Regions from separate parts of the Gossypium hirsutum genome. Here region 1 is linked to region 2. Evidence: chromatin contacts called from public Hi-C data. All regions are on one chromosome and are shown on one strand. Each heading gives the region's core, a stretch centred on a gene start, on an enhancer-like site or on the middle of the called end of the contact. The rest is flanking DNA. Distances are from core to core; before and after follow the strand shown. Region 1 holds the start of LOC107961754. Region 2 holds the start of LOC107962331 (coatomer subunit beta-1).

Region 1 (7,133 bases), core at 3,258-5,757, 970 kb after region 2:
TCGTTCACCTCATGATTGAGGAACAGCCAAAGAAGGCAAAGAGGCTCTTCTTTTGTACAAATTGATGGCTTCTCTTCAGTATTACTATTATTATTTTTTAAATTAAAATTTATTTTTATGATCATTATGATGTAAATATCAAATCAAAAACCCATCATTAAGTCAAGTCAGTCAAACTAATAAACCAGGTGCTAATTGTTTCAGCACTGGAACTCTCATTCCCTTATAAATGAAATGCGAATCAAATTACACACTGCTGTTGTTGAACATGATGAAGATGCTCTTTTGGATTTCTGGTAAAAGTGTGTTAGGTGCAGGATGGATGTGCTTATTTTTCATCCCCTACATAAATGCAAAAGCAAGGAAGCTTTTGCTGATATGTTAAGGGTTGGGGGTTAACACTTTAACAACGATACAGGATCTTATGTGACAGTGACAGCTACTTTCTGTTTCTACTTTGGTCTGTTTGGTACCCAGTGAGTAATGCAATGTAACAAAGGCTTTATTGGTTGGTTGGTTTCAAGCCTTCTTTCATTTTCATTGGTTTCCTTTAACTGCATTTTTCAGCTTTTGATTTGGTGGCATTGGAGACAAAGGTGGGGTTTACATCAAATAGGAATAATGGAAGGTAGCAGCAAATCTTAACGTGCATGAAATAAAACCAATGGAAGTAGGTTCCTTCCTTATCTATGAACCACACAACATTCTCTCTTAATGAAAAGAGCATGGTTGAACACAAACTTCATTACAAATGTTTATATGGCAGGCTAACTACATATTTAACAATCCAATGTTTTTCTTCTCCACTTCATGCCTCATCTCTTCTCATCTTCAAAGTTGAGGTAAATGTACATATGAATTAGGCACACTGGACATCTGTTTAATGAGTTCCAATAATAATAATAATAATAAACGAATGAAATAGTGGAGAACACTAATGTTATAAGTCAAACAAAGGAACAACATAATAAAAAAAACTATCTATGAACTTACCATCACCAACTTGTGTGATAATGCAAATATACTTAGCAACAGGTTTCCAGTTTTTTGGTTAAGATTTGTAGTGAGTGGTAAAAATATAATAATGAAATATCCCACTCTAATTAGCTCAGAACATAAAAACTCCAAAATCAGGCCAACAAAACATAGCATCTGTATGTTATAAATTACTTGAGTAGTTCTACCGCAAAATTAATGTCCTCGTATCTACAACAGAGTGCAAGTCCAAGAAATGCTTTAAAAAGCACCAAGTAGTAAACGTGCCTACTACAACTGAACAAGTGTTGGTACAGAATTTTTATTATCCAAACCGAGAAACTTTTACCTCTTTAATCATAAGCAATCCTTTTCATCTACAAATGCCCGTTTTCCTGTTCCAGATAGTCACACATTAGAATACAAATTGTAAGACTTAATCCACAGAATACTTGCAGATAAATAGCAAGAATTCTACAAACTAACCTTGCATGATGGTTTTGCAGAGACCAAATTATCCTCACTTACAGAGATACCTGACATATGTAAGCTCAATAAGAAACTCATTTAGGTTGATACAGTAATTAGCCTGAGACCAAGTACTCAACAAGCAATATAAAAGTAGCAAAATAAAACTAGAGAAAAGGTAATATTGTACATATCCGATCAACAATCAAGAAAGTAATATGACCACTACGAAAACTGTATGCCCCAAAATCTAGTCAATGACAATTTATTAGATAGCAAGTCAAACTCCACTAGAGCACAGAATTGGAGCATAGCAACTAGAATTTTCAGCCTTTGTTGAGTGGAAGTATCTCGATATAAAACACCATGGACAATTTAATGGATGCTGATTTGTTATTAATAATGGAACTCAACAAATTCTCATATTCTAAAATTACATACAGAGCAATGCTGCAGCTGTTACATAAGTAATTTTACCTTTCAACAAGCTGCAAAACAGTTTTCCTGCAAAATTTTCTTAGATTTCCTCCTTGTTGTCTGTAATTTACAAGAAAAGCCCGAGATCTGTTGAGATGGCAGAAGACAGCCAAAATAATGCTAATTGTACAACAGAGCAACTGGTTGTCAGCACTTCTTTTGCAAGCACCTTATCTCAGTTGCTCAAAAATAATTTCCTGATCCATCCTGGTTCTGTGGCAGGGGTATACACCTCCACACACTATAACACATAACTTTATCTTGCAAGGGCCAGAGCTTTATGCTACTGAGCAGCATTTGGTTAGTGTCAGTGATGGAAAAGAACTGGGACCTTCACTGATCAATATTTGTCAAGAACATTGAACCAGAATGAATACATCTAATCACAGCTTCAGGATAAACAAAATTTTGCAGGGCATTCACTATTCAAAAGAATGCATACAAATTTTCTCGAGTAGTACTGGCCAATCTTCACCCAGCTGCCGCGGATTTAGCTCCATTGCCACTTTAAAATCAAGCAAAGATATCAAGTAGCACTGCCCGGGTTCCTGCAACACTTCTATAGGCCCCGAGCTACTCTGCATATGCAAGTGATTACTTGGCCACATACCATTCATAAGCTTGCCTTGAGGCTGCGACTTGTGAGCAGAGTGCTTCTTCACTTCATCTGTAGACTTTGATCCCACCAGATCTACACATGATCTAATGAGTTTCTTTAAGTATACATCCAACATGTTATTCAGCATACTAGCACATTCGACAGAAACTCCTCCAAGGCCCTGTGCTGCTGCAATCTGCTCCATACGTTTCTTCAATGTCTCGATATCGTATAAGCCACCACTGTCATAGTAGCTAATGAAGTCACTACTGCCTGCCACTGCCAGAGCCTTGCGGGCCCCACCAACACTAGCTGAGCAAAATGGAATCCCAAGTGGTGCGAGCAGAGGACTTTTAGAAAGATTAATTTGGTTAGCTTGCTCCACCTCTTGCTCATCTTCAACAATGGCTCCTACAGCCTGATCTTTACCAGGCACCCTTGGTTTTTCTGCAGAGTGCACCAGACCTCTTACAATTTCAGGCAGCTCAGCAACTGCTTGAAGATGCTGCACTGGTCTCTTATAATCATAAGGAGTCAAATCACCATTTTCGATACCCAACTTACTGACATTTTCTTCCATCCCCATTGAATGATGTGAAACACTCTCAGCCTTCCCATTTGGCCCGAGTGGGCTGGGTCTATCCCTTGGCTTCCTATCCCGTATTCCAGACCTAGCCTTTCGTGGGGATGACACTGGAAAAACCCCATTTGACCAAATGTCTGCATTTTGATTCTGGTTGGGAACAAGGGATCCAGTCACTTCATGTGCATCTTCTCTACCAGGAGACCTCTCCACAGTTTGTATCAAAGATTTCATGGGACCTGGGGGTGGAGTCTTAGCCTGACATGCATTTTTCAAGATTGAACGTATCAACTGATTATGCAGTGACAGGTTCTGCCTCCCAATAATGCGGTAACACGACTTATCAAACTCGCATTTCCTGACCTTTTGACTTAAAAACCTACTCAAATTATAAAAGTACCTTTTTGACCTCTCAGCCCCAATCTTCTTCACTATCTGAGCTTTCAGTTCACCTAAGTCAATTCTGGAGCCCTGCTGGGATTGCATTGCTCGATAAACAGATTCCTACACCATTCACAGAACTACAAAACCACTGAAACCCGTTTCCAAACCCAATTTACAGTTTTCTCCAACACCAAACAAGTCCAAATCCACTTTGCATAGCTTACAATGCCAACCAAACTCTCAGTCTATGCATATAGAAAGTAAAGCAGTAAGCCTGAAAATCCTCGAGATAGACCAAAAAAAAAAAAAGAACCCAAGGGTTTCCAAGGTGGATAGAATTATTTCAGTTTCCAAACATGCCGAAATTGACCCAAGTTGAAACCATACAATGTAAACCCAAATCTCATTTTTGCAGAACCAAAACCCTAAGGATCAAACTCCACTTTAGTAGTTGATAGAAACCCCACTAAACAAAGCCGAAATTCCATAACGAATCAAAACCCTAGAGTTGGAATCAACGAAACTCAAAAGAAACAAGAGAGCGTCGTCTCAACCCCGCGAACCGTAAACTAAAATCACCGCAGCAATTAAAACCTACAAGATAATTTTTTTAATTATAGGCAATGAAAAAAGAGTTCGGAATTGAAAATATGAAGTTGGGAGGAATGAGATCAGTGGAGCTGGTAGGATAAGAGCAGAGCACAGTGCAGGAATTACAGAGGCAAAAAAGTAGAATGAACACCGAAAAACAAGCTCCAAAAGCAGTGAAAAAAATAGAAAGGGTTAAAAGGTTGATAGCTGACCTTGGACAACTTGCTTGAAGAATTGCATAGAAATCAAGTGCCACTGAGTTGTTGTTTAGGGGATGGATTGATGGCAGGCAGCCTCGATTTTTTTCTTCTTCTTTATTTACAATAATTTGTGTGTAATTGAGAATGAGTGCATTTCCTCCCCAAAATTTTGAGCTTGCCCCCCTTCTTGATTTGGTATTAGTATTTCAGCTCCTCTCTGTTTTGTTTTTGTGTTATTAGATCGATCGATCGCTCGCCCACTGCTGCTATTTTAGTTTCTAAAAATGGTTTAATTTTCTATCGGTCCTTGTAGTCTTTAGACTTTTGAAATTTAGTCTTTATTCTTTTAATTTTAGGATTTGAATCCCTCGGTAGATTTATAAATTAGCTTTCTGTTCGGATTAATACTCTCAAAAGGAAAGGAAAAATTATCTTATTTGCATACTTAAAATTAGTAAAGAAAAGTGATGTAATTTTTGTATAAAGTTTTAACAATTTTTATTTAACTAAACAATGGTAAGGAAAGGAAATAATATTAAATAATAATAATTTTTTTTTTGCAATTATAAGTTTGTTAAGAATAACCATGTTATAAGTGATGAGGACAAACTACACACTCTAGATTGTAAATGATTATAAAATTTTGTTTGATTTCCTTTCCCTAATATTTCCACAAGTTGAGGTAAAAATTGAAGAAAAGAAAGGGATACTCAACTTGGTTAACTTTTTATAATTTGAATTAAAAATTTTATCAATTTTCTTTCCCCTCTAATTTCAATCCAAGTTCAATTGATAACACAATAAATAGGCTCCCCTTGTGACATTTTAATATTTTAAAAACTAGAGTGTAATTTATAACTCATTCAAATTATCAATTGTCTAATTCAGACAATAAGAGAATAAATTCTTGACGTTAAAAGCAAAGGGACTAAATTTAAAAAATTATAAAGAGTTCATAGACTGAGGGCATAATTAGACGTATTAAAATCTTATTAAATGTATGTCTGTCTACTTTATCGCTCTTTCTCATCCTGTTTTCTTTTTCTTCGTAAATTTATTTTCTATTTTGCAAATATTTGTTTTGAGAATTTGGGTTAACATGCAATGTAATAATTTGTCGCATATGTGAAACTGAAAAGTAAAGAGTGGTAATTTCCTCCTGTTGTATTGGACTAGTTTAATGCTTATCCTCACTTATCAAGTTGGCCAGATAGCACAATTGGGTTTGATGAAGCAAGGGTCTATGCATCACACAATAAAAACGTTGAACATCAAGTGTTTTATGATGTTTAACTGCAAACAAAGAGCCTTGGATTAGATGATGTTATAAATTAACCTTTCTGCATTCCAAAAGAGGTAATCACAATGAACACAAATTCCGACATTTAGGAAAAAGGAAAATCATCCTAAATCTATACTACTACTATAAGCCGATTGATAACAATATTAATATTAATATCCGGGGTGATTGTTCGTCATTATAACTACTTTTTTTCTTGGACGGGAAATAGCATCCATCTTTAAACGGTGTAATGCTGCTGGATGTTATCGATATCAAGCCCCTTGAGCTTAACCACTGATTCAACATGCCCCTTCAGTGTATTCAGCTCCCTCAGCCTACACCATGAAATCCCCATTTCATTAAACATCTCATTTCACATATTTTGCAAGAAAATATTATTAGATATCCCACCTTGCAACCTCAGCCCTGCGCTTGGCCTGCTCTGCGATTTCTGAAAGTTCCCTGTAACTGCTCCTTTCATTGAAAATGCTTGTGGTTTCAGGTGGTTGAAGGCCATGCAGAGTCCTCTGCGCAGCTGCCCATTGTGCTTCCCTTTCCTCTTTTCCGTAATCTTTCTTCGTAGTGAAGGCAGTCTGCAATGGTTTTCAATGAGACCCAAACATCAATCAAATCACCAAGAAATATAGCCAAATTTGCACAGAGGAGGACTCTAATCGTACCTTGTTCTCCAAAAGGTTATCCCAAGCCTTTCCACTAAGAACATAGCGGATTGCAAATTTGATAAGATCCAGTGGGATATAAGTCACCACACTGTATAGCCAGATTACACCAGCCCATCCCCAACCCATACCTTTAATCCTTGCAAACCCCCAGTCTGCATAAACAGCTATTAAAGTGGCCACCTGCCAAAAATCAAAGTGGGTCATTTATAATCATAAAATTAGTTAATTGAATTGTTAGATTTGTAAATAAATCTGAAATAAAACTTAATAAACCAGGATCTATCATGTCAAATCATCAAGAATAAATTAAGAATAAATTGAACTTTTATCAAATCTTGAGAATTTGATCTTCCAAATTAGCACACAAGAAATTTAAAGAATATCTACTCTCTCTTTCCTAATGATGGGATATTAGAAAAGATATCTTGTCTATAATTTGGGACCATAACCCTAATATTTATAACATTGGCAAATTAGTTCTAATCAAATTCTAATTAACCCATCATTAATTAGAATTTGATTAGAACTTAATTACTAGAGTATCTAATCTTTATTTAATAATTAAAGCCCAACAAAATTGTCCATATTTTTCAACATGTATATCTTATACGATTTAGTTAAATTTTCTTACCAACTGAGCAACTAGAAAGGCACTGACTAGTAGAAGTCCAGGGCGTTCAAAGTAGGACCAGCTGCGAGACCTTGTGACAAAAATGAGGGCCTGACTCACAATACTAACTTGAAGGTATAAAGCTGCCATCATTTCTTTCTCACCATCAATATTATTATGCCTCAGTGATCTAACATTGAATGTGTTCTGAAATATAGGACACGGAAATATTGCAAATTTAAAAAAAATCTCACGAAAATATAATACATATATAGGAGACAT
Region 2 (6,851 bases), core at 3,984-6,483:
TTTTAGCTATGGATTCAATGATCCTTTTTAGTTACCAAATATGCAAACTCCAAATACAACAAATGTCAAAGTCTTTGGTGCTCCTCAGCTGCTGATAGCTAACACAACACTATTGACGATTGAAGGCAGCCCTGCCATTTTTTCACAACAAGAGGACCTAAATATCCTGTATTTTTAAACAGAAAACACCAAAATTACTATGCATTTCAAAATTCAATAGGAGATTTAACTAACAATGACTACCGGTATCGATGAAACAATTTATCTCGAAATATTATTGCATCAACTGCCTCCCTTTTGCTTAAGAGTGATCTTGTCCCCGAGACTCAAAGCAATCCCCTGGGTCTTGCTCCTTATCCGGATGTACCCACTCAGTTTCCCATCAGCTTGCTTCTCAATGCTCACGTTTACCAACGCATCCTCCCCAAACACGCTCTTTGCGTACAAGTTCGCAGCCAGGAATCCACACTCACCATCTAGCGCAGATCTGAAACGCAAACCAGCCAGCAAAAAGGATTCAAGAATAATCAATGAGGATCTCACTTGAGTGAATTTGCTTCTGTGTTCAAACAGATGTATTGCAAAACCAAAATAAGGTTATCATTCTACAAACTGATAACAGATTCAAATACCTTTTTCACAACAATAAAGTGACCATATTATAAATCATATATCAGGCTGTATTCTTAATCATGTGCAACCTACAGCTTAGTACACAGAACCAAAGGATGCTCGGTTTATTTTCAAATTTATATAATATTTCTAAACAAAAAAACTTACGGTGCAGTGAGGCACTTCATGTTAGTTGACTTGATAATATGGTCGAGGAATTCCTTTTCATTTTTAATTACAGTGTTTACAGCAACCTGAATCACAAACAAAAAGAAAAATAATAATAAAATTGAAACATCAATGCAGATGAAAACTGATAAGTTCAGTCCCAGAAGAAGCTTCGAAATTGCATATCAGTTACCCTAAGAAACAAATTATATTTGAAAGCCATCCATATTGGTCAGCTGACTAACAGAAATAAGGCGGCTGTAAATGCACGCGGTAATAGTAAAAATGGAAATAGTTCAAGAAATACCTTATTTTCCCACTCAAATTCTGCCCACATGGTTCTGAATGCAGTATCCGTACAAACAGCAGGAGAAATATAGTCCATGATATCAATGTGAATGTCATTCAGAACAACTACTGTTCTCTCAAGCACATTTGAAGTTTCATATACAATGTTGCCAAATATGACTCCAGTCTCAGTTGAAGACACCTTGATGTTGGCCTTTATTTGCTTGCTAGATTCAGGAGCTAGGGTATAATTTTGAGGACGCTCCACAAGTTTCAGATCACCCATAGTAGCCAACTCCAAGCACAAATTCTGAAGGGTTTCCCTGGTTCGGTTGATAACAGTAATATCAAGAACAATATCATAGTGATGGACAGTGACATATGCTTCGGCATATACCGGATCACTAAATCCTGTCAGTTGAAGAATGCGGTTGAGCTTATTTGCATCATCTGGATCCTTGACAAACTCTCCAGTTGCTCGTTTTAAATCATCTTGAACCTCATCCTCCAATTCCAGCTGACTCATACCCTGGAAGTTAGCAAAGGAAATTTGAGATACAATTCCACAACTTCATGACAAAAAAACCAAGAAAAAAAAATGATAAGTCAATAATCAAAGAGATGCAAAAGCACAAAGGTGAACCAAAGGGATAAAGCAGAAAATTCTATCAAAACAAACAAAATACAAGCTTAACCCAGAAAAGAAATTGCATGCATGGCAAGATATTTGCACAAACCAAAGATGTTAAATCATGCACATAAGTTAATGACCACAAAAAAGTTCTTACCTTTCGACTCTTTAAATGGTAAAAGTCAATAAGGTCATCCGGTTGTGCATGAGAAACCTGAGCTTTTGCCTTTAATTCCTCAGTTTCTTGCAATTGTTTCTCTGAAAGCATTTTAACAAAACTCTGACGGCAAGACTGCAACCATATTTTTCTGATCTCATCACCAGTATTGCACAATAATCTTATGCACAGAACAATTCTATCGCAAGAATCATTATCAATTGGGTGTGGAAGAACAGGAGATTGCCCTAATTGCAGCATAGAGACAAAGATCAGCAATGCCTGTGTGGTTGCTTTGTTAACTTCAACTTTTGAAGGCTGTACCTCTTCCAGTCTCAGAACAAGTTTAGTCAGTGTGCAAGCAACAACTGCAGCGAGGAAAAAATCGCCAGTGAGGAGAAGAGATCTGAGATTCCCAGAAGTCAATGATCCCTGAACAATGGTAGGAGGGGAGAAAGCAGTTTCAGATGCAGCACTCTGGGTTGCATAAGTACCATCAGCAAGAATAGCAGGTCTCCTGGAGGAGATGGTAATGGAGTTTGTTTGAGGAGTTTTCTTGGAAGCATCAGTAGCTTCCGCTTCCTCAGAAACAGAGTAGAAAGGCAGCTCTCCAAGACACTGCTTGATGGTTGCTATGCCACTCTCAACTTCAGATGGAGAAAGGCAATATTCTCCGATGATCCAAAGGGCACAGGAGCAAACCCGTGCAGCTCGAATCTGATAGAATGTATCCAACAACCGTGTTATAATGGACACCCTAAGTTTAGGGTTGGTTTCAATTATTTCTCGAACAAAAACTATAACATCAATAGCTGAAGCAACATTACTGTCTCCTAAGAAATCCATCATCAGATGCACAACTGTACTTGCAACTTCTGGGAACTTGATTGCGCAGGAATGGATAGCTTGAATAAGCATTTGTCTGTATTCTCCGTTCTTCTCAAGTTCTCCACTTTGAGTTTTCATCACTTCCTTCTTCAACAAAAGAACAACTTCATTGATGTTTCGGGGAGTTACTAACTCAAGAACAATATCAAGTGTCTTCCTTTGGATGTCAAGATTTGGACTTGAAAGTGCCCTAAGAACATCCATGATCAAATCAACCATAATATCTCTATGAGAAGACTTGAGCTCATTCAGCCGATCTAGCACAATAAGCTTCACATTGTTATCGCTTTGAGAAAGAAGAAGCTGACAATAAGTGTTTGCAGCAGCTCTAATAGCAGTAGGAGCAGATGACAGAGAAACAAGGGTGCCAGCACATTCATAAATAACTGCAGTTGAGGGGGCATTTAATAAAGATATAATAATCTTAATATACTTCCCTTTCTCCCCACGATTTGTTCTGCAAACCTTACGAATCAGCTCCAACACAACCATCTGAAGCAATTCACCCCATTCGGAAACCCTGTCAACATGGGTCAAAAGGTAATTAATGGCTCGATCGTGTGCACAGTTAAATAGCATAAGAAATGCATTTCGCTTGGCAGATGGATCCTGCTCTGTCGAAAGGACCTTCTCAATCATTTCAGGTGCATCAACCAGGAGCTGCTCGCCTTGTGGAAGCTTATATATTGACATGACAGCCAATATAGCGTTCCTACGAATAAATGGATGCCGATGCTCCAGATTTTGCAAAACTGAAGGGATTAGTGGCTCAATGATCTCTGTCTCATTCAAGCGGCAGAGAAATCTCAAGGTCACACCACGAATATATTCATTAGGATGTTGAAGATTGTTCCTCAAATTTTGGCATATTAAGATCATTTCAGGTAATATCCTCCCTTTCAAATCAGTTTTCTCAATTATCTCCAAGTATAGAAGCAAAAGTTTTTGGATGGTGTGATCCTCCGAAGGCAAAACATATCTGACAATGGTAATAAAAAGCTGGGTGAGAGTTTCACTATTCAACAAAAGCATAACTGCTTTCTTCATGGCATCAATCTTTGCAGGAACATCATTGCCTTCGAGTGCTTCCTTAATTTCATTAGCAATTGCTGGTGTTCCTTTGTCAAAGTGAATAAGAAGTGTACAAGACTTCTCCATTTCTTGCTACTTTCTGAACAAAATTCAAATCATCAATATATATATATAATGCAAATGATGGTTCTCAATGCGGGGACTAGAATAAAATTATATCAGTGTAAAATATGCATCTATAACAAGAAATTTAAACATAGCTTATACAAATCATTCAGAAAGTCTTACAACAGGAACAAAACTTTTGTTGGCCAATTAAAATAGGACCAATTTAGTAAAAAGATTGCCAGTTACTTCAAATGCCATAAGTTCAGTGAAAATTTAAAAGACAAATCAGCTCCATGACCATCTTCCTAAACAATACGCTCTCACATTTACCTCCAATGTGCATATTTGAGTAATGACAACAAATCATAACTACAACAGTAGCAGAAAGATCATGCACAGAACATTGCTCCTGAACACTTCTAAACAATAAGGTCACCAACTAATGCACTGTTTCGATAAAAACTTGGCTAGAATCTTGCACGAAAAACTATACCGCATACATATATTTTTCAGACTGCTAGCAAATACTTAACGGGCTATTAAACTAGGTATCTCATAATTCACAGAAAAAAAAGGAGCTAAATTTACAACTCAGGCAAATCGGCCTTAATGCCACAATTGAATCGTGGTTATTTCAGAAAATTATTAATGTAAGATCACCGTTGATCTGTCTACTGAGAAAGAGAAGGATGAGATCTGTTAGTTTTCATATTTTTAATTCCAATATTAATGCTGAATTCATCATGTAAAATCAAAACATTACGAAAGCAACAAACAAAAATATACCAGCAGAGCGAAAGCGCAACTAAACATAGAAAGTGTAAAAAGGTAAAACCATATTTAATCCACAGAGCACAGTTCTATTCTAATTTGTAGTATTACTATAAAGGATTCGATCAAAATTTCAAATCACAATATTGAAAATCCGAAACCTAAATCGAAACATTCAAGCTTCTAATGCAAACAAACAAAAAAAAAACCAGCAACAACAGAAAAATGCCGCGAAACTATGTAGAAAATAAATCAACAGATCTCGAAAATTGGAGACATATAGAGAGCAATGAACCTCGAACGATCAGAGAAACTGACACTTATTTTACCGGATGGAAATGAGGGAAATTCGATCTTCAAAACAAGCGCATCGTTTTGCTTTCTTTCTTTCGTTCTCTTTTTCCCCTTTCTTATTGTTCTACCAGATCTAAAGATGTATTTCGAGTTTAGACGGTGAGTTTGTGGTAATTTCAATTTGGTAAAAACTTCATCTTCTCCCTCTCAATTTTGATAGTATAGAATTTGGTCTTTCTCAAAAAAGAAAAAGGTAACTTACCGAAAATAAAATTGTGTGGTCACCTTCTATTAATTTGCTTCCATTAATTTGAGGTTAAGTAATGTTATTTTACATTCATTTTATTCATCTAATTTTAGTAAGTTTATATTTTGATCGTCCATTTTTTAAAATTAATTTTATTCTTTTCAAAAAAGAAAAAAATTTAAGGGCACATTTGGTTAACTAGAATGAAATAGCTATTTTATGAAAATTGAATAAAACTGTAACGAAATTGAATAGGCATAACAGTGGTTTGATTAGATGTAATGAGATGAGTATTATAATAATATTCATGCGTTTGGTTGGGAGGAATAGACATGTAATAGTAAAAAAAAAACTTGAATGACGAATATGCCTTTTAATAAATTAAATTATGTTTTTATTTTTGTAAAAATTATTAAAAAAACCAAAAGCGTTAAATGCTGAAATGACAAATATACCCTTTAATTTTTTTAACATCTAAATCAATTATATTTTAATATACTTTATTGTATACTATTATTTTTGTATTTGTACATAACCTTATGTTTTATAAATTAAAGATCCAATTATACCACTTAAATACGTTTACCAAATATCCAACATTATATTCCATTATAGTGACATTATATTTTTGCTTAATAACATCGCTAGTATTGTTAAAGAGTGTTACTATCCAAATAAAAATATTGTTAAAGAAGAAGCACCAACATAATCTAATAATCATCTCAGCATCCATCTTAACATAACAAATCATGGTCGGTTTTCAAAAGTCCAATTATAGTAGAAAACTCATTTACACATATACAAAAAGTGACAATATTAGTATTACATACTTCCATGTCATTATATCATCCTACAATTACATACAAAAAGTTAAATTACTCCACCACCACACTTAATTACGCATACAAAAAAGTGACAACCGACAATTACATACAAAAAGTGATATTAGTTCACCACCGCACCATTTACACATACAAAAAGTGATGAAACTCTATGACATACAAAATTTTCTCAACCATGCTAATTGCATAGAAGGTGGTAGACTTAGGAAAACGAGCATTTGCGTTGGATGATCAAGAATTCTGATCAATGCATCAACTGCTTATCATCTGTTAAACCTTTTATTTCACGTAAAGACATATAGAAAGTTTGTACTTTTTTTGAATGAGCATTCTAGAGGCAATGCTCCTACTTAATTCAAGGCTGATTGTCCAAATATTAACCCCCAATAATGTGACAGCATCGATAAGTGAAGTAGAAGAAATTGGTTCACTAACTTCAGAACTCTTTTTCTTCTTCTTTGAAAATGTAGAATCAATTTTGTTTGGATAAGACGGATGCGATTGTGTAACCGAGGCATCCATCTCATCTAAGGAAACATCAACTTCGCATCCATTGTCATTGCTTCCTTCTTCATTATTCCTTTCATTAGCAACATCTTTAGCATGTAATTCTTCTAAAAGAAGTAAGTTGCTCATAATAAGGGAAACTTCGAGTTCTGAATTGCCCAACTTCTCTATGATTCTATAAAAAAAATATTTTATAAGCGTTATATACTATATGGATTTAAGTAAGTCAAAAGAAGAAAAGAAATACAATATGAATCCTATACTGCACCTTCAGCAACAATCATCTGCCTATGCTCATCCCAACCA

Evidence for each region. A called contact is a pair of places that touch in the nucleus more often than the background predicts.
Region 1: a Hi-C map of hypocotyl shows a contact between it and region 2, with 4 times the contacts expected there. The contact joins the promoter of LOC107961754 here to the promoter of LOC107962331 in region 2. A contact is called at or near these places in 13 of 34 Hi-C or Micro-C datasets (anther, callus, hypocotyl and 3 more).

The regions. Positions count from the first base shown.
Region 1 is chrA06:47,361,860-47,368,992 of Gossypium_hirsutum_v2.1, forward strand. It overlaps LOC107961754, which reads right to left and starts at 4,508. Exons shown (of 6, transcript XM_041115574.1): 1 at 4,289-4,508; 2 at 2,363-4,079; 3 at 1,921-1,980; 4 at 1,462-1,511; 5 at 1,325-1,370; 6 at 630-829. The coding sequence starts at 3,587. The coding sequence ends at 1,961. It overlaps LOC107961755 (plasma membrane ATPase 4), which reads right to left. Exons shown (of 17, transcript XM_016897863.2): 14 at 6,873-7,058; 15 at 6,239-6,421; 16 at 5,970-6,151; 17 at 5,599-5,893. The coding sequence ends at 5,797. It overlaps LOC107961752, which reads left to right. Exons shown (of 6, transcript XM_041115572.1): 6 at 1-251.
Region 2 is chrA06:46,395,417-46,402,267 of Gossypium_hirsutum_v2.1, forward strand. It overlaps LOC107962331 (coatomer subunit beta-1), which reads right to left and starts at 5,234. Exons shown (of 5, transcript XM_041115847.1): 1 at 4,985-5,234; 2 at 1,857-3,915; 3 at 1,088-1,597; 4 at 781-866; 5 at 1-487. The coding sequence starts at 3,902. The coding sequence ends at 283.